Linked DNA regions of Anser cygnoides: region 2 is linked to region 1. The links are chromatin contacts, called in public Hi-C maps. All regions are on one chromosome and are shown on one strand. The core of a region is the stretch at or near the end of the contact, and the rest is flanking DNA. Distances in the headings are between cores, read along the strand shown. Region 1 holds the start of DYNC1LI2 (dynein cytoplasmic 1 light intermediate chain 2). Region 2 holds the start of LOC106033299 (fatty acyl-CoA hydrolase precursor, medium chain-like).

What was found. A called contact is a pair of places that touch in the nucleus more often than the background predicts.
Region 2: a Hi-C map of liver shows a contact between it and region 1, with 7 times the contacts expected there. The contact joins the promoter of LOC106033299 here to the promoter of DYNC1LI2 in region 1. A contact is called at or near these places in 2 of 7 Hi-C or Micro-C datasets (both in liver).

The regions. Positions count from the first base shown.
Region 1 is chr12:9,783,402-9,786,130 of Taihu_goose_T2T_genome, reverse strand. DYNC1LI2 (dynein cytoplasmic 1 light intermediate chain 2) reads left to right here and starts at 1,318. Exons shown (of 13, transcript XM_048068901.2): 1 at 1,318-1,584; 2 at 2,293-2,366. The coding sequence starts at 1,490. It overlaps TERB1 (telomere repeat binding bouquet formation protein 1), which reads left to right. Exons shown (of 20, transcript XM_067004179.1): 20 at 1-901.
Region 2 is chr12:9,957,084-9,959,835 of Taihu_goose_T2T_genome, reverse strand. It overlaps LOC106033299 (fatty acyl-CoA hydrolase precursor, medium chain-like), which reads right to left and starts at 1,391. Exons shown (of 14, transcript XM_013176725.3): 1 at 1,262-1,391; 2 at 67-146. The coding sequence starts at 1,290. It overlaps CIAO2B (cytosolic iron-sulfur assembly component 2B), which reads left to right and starts at 1,194. Exons shown (of 5, transcript XM_067004188.1): 1 at 1,194-1,634; 2 at 1,768-1,845; 3 at 2,098-2,223; 4 at 2,656-2,701. The coding sequence starts at 1,209.

The DNA.
Region 1 (2,729 bases), core at 69-2,568:
CTGATGCTGATATATATAAATAGTTTTTTAATGTTTTTCAGCTGTTGCACTTTTTTAAATATATATTATTAAAATATTAAAGAACCTATAAAAGATGCCTTAAGGCATATCTTTGTAAAGGCCCAATCCTATAAACGTTTATGAATGGAGCTATTCCAAGTGGTGTAATTAAATATTGGCCTACATATTTGCAGAACCTGAGCCAAAAGTAATACCAAGGAGTGGTGTGTACGTCAGGGAGATTTTGGTCTGTTACGCGCTCCACAAAGTATTTTTCCAAGGACTCAAAAGCTAGTCCAGGCAAGCTTCTATTTTGTGTAGTATCTGAATGTATATTAGTAATCCATATTATTCTGGCCTAAATATATTTGAAGTGGAGAAAATATGTAAGACATACATCTTTAGTAACAGATGTAATCAGAGTATCACAATATTGACAATATACCTAATTATAGGTAATAATTTAGACTGTGAATGACCTCTGGAGTCAGTAATCCAACTTCCTTAGAGCAGGCCTAATTTCAAAGTTAGTCTGGGTGCTCTGTGCCTTGTCAAGTGCTGAAAATCTCCAAGGCTGAAATCCCCACAATCTCCTCTGCCGCATTAATTCTCTCGTAATGAAAATTGCTGAAATAGGCATCATTAAATCGTTCTTGTAAAATCCAGAAAGGAAGAGTCATGACTGGAAGCGAGTAGAGACGCGTTGTGTGAATTTGTGCAAGTCGATTCATCTCTGTCTGACAGTGATTGACCGAACACTCTTGGTAACTGTATTTTCTTGTATAAACTGCTTTGAAATGCACGCGAAATGGTTATTAGTAATATAGTTGCATAAGAACCATTCATGTCACTTTTAGACTTCTTATGCTACCTCGTGCTTTGAAAAGTGCAAGTGCCTGATGGTCACTGCCCAATCGTGAGAGAAAGCATGTTTGCATAAAAAAAAAAAAGTGGGAATTGTTTTGTAACACGAGTAGAAGAACAAAATTTATCGGAGGGATGCACGAAGGTGGGTGGAAATCTTCGAGCTTTATTCCAGCCCTCTGACTACATCTATCGCTTGACTATTCACACTGCACACACTAACCCCGCACACCGGGAAGTCACCGAGAGCCCGGGCAGGGCTCTGGCCCCGTCCCCTTTCATCCCGGCCCCGTCCCCTTCCCTAATCCCGGCCCCGTCTCCCCCTCACCCTCCGGCACCAGAGGGCGCTGCCGAAGGCCGCCCCCCGCCGCGGGAGGCACCGCCCAGGGCGGAGGCGCTGCCGGGGCTGCCCGGGCGCCGCCTGATCGCGTCGCGGCCGCGGCACCGGGCGGTTGCGCGGCCGCGTGAGGCAGCGCCGGGCCGGGCAGGGCGCAGCCGGGAGCGGGGGGCGGCGGCGGCGGCACCGGGCGGTGGCGGCAGCAGCGGCGGGCGGGCCGGGGAGAGGGAGGAGCGGGGTCCTCGGCGCGCCCGGCTGAGGTCACTCTTTGTGGCTGCGGCTCGCAAGATGGCGCCCGTGCTGGTGGAGAAGAAGCTGCTGGGGCCGGACGGGCCCGGCGGCGCCGAGCTGCCCAGCGAGGAGGAGGAAGGGCAGAACCTGTGGTAAGCCCCCGGCCGAGGGAGGGGGGCACGCGCGCGTCCTTCGTGCCCCGCCAGCCGGGCGTCCCGTGCCTGTCACGGCGGGGTCCCCCTGCCCAGCGGCGCCGCCCCGGCCCTCCTGCGGCGGGCGGGAGCCCCGAGCCTCGGCTGTGGCGGAGCCCCGAGCCCCGGCCGTGGCGGAGCGAAGCCCGCAGCCCGCTGACAGGAGCTTCCCGGCCCGGTGGGGGAACAGGGCCGGCGGGGATGGGGGCAGAGCCGGGGGTTGGGTCGTGGCGCACGGCGGGTTGCGGGATGGGGCCTGGGGGATTCGATGTGTTGCTTTTCAGTCAGTTATCTGTTTAAAAAGAAAAAGAAATGCGTGTGAAATGCAGTAATGGATTGTGGGAAGAGTTAGTCATCAGCTGGGAAGTAATGCTGAGCAGTAACGTGAGCTCTTCTGCGGGAGAGCAGCTTCAGGAGGCTTCAGTGCCCGTGCTCTAGGAGCTATAAAAGCTTTCCTCAAAAAGGTGGCACTCTTCTGGGGAGGCTTTTTATTAAAATGAACTCAAATCTTTACCTGTAACAAGCCTAGTTTGTAAATAGAATGAATGTGACTGGATTGGTCCGCGTAGATCTGCTGAGCTCATCAGCGCTGTCAGACGAGCGGTGCGTGCTGGTGCCTGTGTGCAGTGTGTGCCTGTCAGCCTAACGAGGACGATGCTCTTTTTCTAGGTCTTCGATACTGAGTGAAGTTTCTACCCGGTCGAGATCTAAATTGCCCTCAGGCAAAAATATTCTTGTTTTTGGTAAGTAGCACATGCAAGCATGAGGATTTTCTTTTTTTGGTAGAAGCAAAGCACGTCGAAAACAATGATGCGAACAAATTGACGTATCATTTTGTTAAAATTAGCTTATGTAATGTGATCTATGCCATTCTTGTCTTCAGGCTGGTGGATTTATTTTCTTTCTGGTTTATCCTGTTAGTTTTATAAGATATATTTAAATAAATGAAATGTAATACTGAACAATGAAGTGCTTCTTTCTTATTGTTGTGGTATAAGCTGTTGGATTCCGCTAGAACGCTTAGAAGAGTATAGTAAGTGTGGTCCAAAAATGCACAAGAACGCTTCTGATTTCTTAAGTGTGTTTTGAAAGTCTTTTCTACAAAG
Region 2 (2,752 bases), core at 142-2,641, 170 kb before region 1:
GGAGATGTGTGAAAATTTCTCACAGATTTCACTCGGAACTGTGCAAACATGCATCATAGAACATACCTTGCCTCTTATTTTTAATACTTCCCTCAAGTCTTTCTGGAAAATTCTTTCTGTTGCAGTTATTTTTGTTCCAGATCAATCTGAAAATGAAAAGATATAAGTAGGAGGTGAGGTCTATATTAAAGAAGGGAAAATGAGACTCCTTCCAGGTGAACAGCTTTCTGACACATAAAATCCCATTTTCCCAAGCTTCTGCTAACACAACATATCTTTTAATTTAAAACCCAGATTTCCATCCCTTGTCTTCATCTCAATGACTAAATATTGAAATAAATCTCAGAAAATGAATTCACAGTGTAAATCAGAGTTAGCACTATTATCTGATATAAATGAGTTATCCTCTTATCACCTTTTGGTTCAAATTCAGTCACTCAATTTTTATATGGAATACAAAGTTAACACTTAGCTGGTCTAATGCAGATGCCCAAAATGAGAAGTCCACATACTGTATTGGATCACGAAAACCTCCAAAGAATGGGCTAGAAAACTTCCTTGTATGACCTTTCACTGTAAAAATGACCGACTCAAAAGACAAAAGCAGGCAGTGGGATTCAATCAGCTTAAATGAACTCTGAGTGCGTCCCAAATTAACAACTCTTACTCACCTCAGCCATCTGGACCAGCATTTTCTTACCATTTTCCTCTCCTTTTTCAGTCAACAAATGTAGTATCAGATGTATTAGCAATTAAATACATTGCTATTTAATTTATAGTGATTTACATTGATTAAATCTGCTAAAGAACAAATGAGCACAAAGGAAAAGAGAAAAAAAAAGTCAATATTCACTTTTATTATAGTATTCTGAATTGAAAGAACTGTCTACAACAGCAACAATACCGACACAGAGAGAAAAGTGCGTGCTTTCTAAACCTGACACTCTAGCTAATCAGCTAGTTGAGCTGTCAGAATAAAATGTGCTGTACAGCCACTGGTGGTAACTGAAAAGTTCCTGGTATTCAGCCTCACAGCCTGTTAGTGACAGGTGTCAAATGGCTGCCAAAGAAGTTACGACACCTATGCCAGCATCTATTGCACAAATATTTTTATCAGTAACACGGGATCCAAGCTTTTATTTCTGCTAGTCATCGGGGAAGCCACCTCCAGCAGCCTGAGGTGTTTTACTACCGATAACTACGACTTGATGCAGGCAGCAAGGTGTCACCTGAGCAACAACAACAAAAACTTACACTTCACCTTTTTTTTTGTGAGGAGAAATCAGACATACAGCAGAAAGTCTGAAGCAGACGATGTACTACCGCGCGATCACAGCGCGGTAACCCCGTTACGAGGGCTGTGCGCGGCAGCACGCCGCTTGCCCACACGAGGGCGCTGCCGCACAGGCAGCGGGGCCGCCCCGCTCCCTCAGCGCGGCTCCGCCCGCCCGGTGCGGCGGCGAAGGGCGGCCGGGCTCCTTCCGCCACCTCCAGCCATGGTGGGCCCGGCCGGCGGGGCGCCGCTGGAGAACGCCAACCCCCTCATCTACCGCCGCTCCGGGGAGCGGCCCGTGACGGCGAGGGAGGAGGACGACGAGCTGCCCGACTCTATCGACGACCGGGAGATCTTCGATATCCTGACGGGAGGGCCGGGCCAGGCCAGGCCGGGCCGGGGCAGGGCAGGGTACAGGACAGGGGGACAGGGCAGGGCAGGATCAGGATCAGGGACAGGACACAGGACAGTGCCCTTTCCTTAACCTGACACATCTCATCCGCTCCATCAATGATCCTGAGCACCCCCTCACCCTGGAGGAGCTGAATGTTGTTGAGCAAGTTCGAGTTAAAGTGAGGTTTCTTGTTCTCTTTTGCTTTGTTTCTGGTTGTTTGTTTGTGTGAGGATGTTTGGTTGTTTGGTTTTGTGCCATGAGAAGAGGTTTATTATTAGCTAACTACTGCATTAGCAGTCTTTAAAGCAGTGAAGAACCCCCAAGCAGCAAAGCACAGCTTCAAGCTGTGTTGCACACAACGTGCCTCCAGCTAGCTGGGGTGAAGGCAGTGAGCTTTGCACACAGGAATTATTTGCTTGCTTTCCAACAGGTGAACGATGCCGAGAGCACCGTGGCAGTGGAGTTCACGCCCACGATTCCCCACTGCAGCATGGCGACGTTAATCGGCCTGTCCATCAAAGTAAAATTGATCAGATCTCTGCCTGAGAGATTTAAGGTGAGTAATGAAATCACTCTGAAAGCACAAGGGAGGAATGGTGTTTAAAAACCAGCTAGCTAACTTACAGCATAAAATAACCGGAGCTTTTTTCTTTTGTATTATGGTGGGGGAGGGAAACACTCTAGGAATTGGGGAAGGAACTAAACTGAAAAATGGGTGCAGAGTTCCAGTTCTGTGATGGCCATGTCACAGGTGAGTGGGGTTATGATGGGAAGGTACCTGCTGGCCTCTACAGCATGGCACGGGAGATCTTGAGGCTTCTTGATTTTAGGCCTGGTTTTATGCTGCAGTGTAGAGTATCTGGCATTGGCAAGAATGTCTTTTTTGTTTTGTCTTGTTATTGCTGTATTTTCTTCATTAAATAGTTTTACTTTGAACTTCCAATGTTTTGTTAACTGGACACCTTTTTCTTTCTTCATGCTTTTTAAGATGGATGTTCATATAACACCAGGAACACATGCCTCTGAGCATGCTGGTAAGCTTTTTAGTGTTCTCTTGTGTGGTTTTTTTTTTTTACTAATCTTGA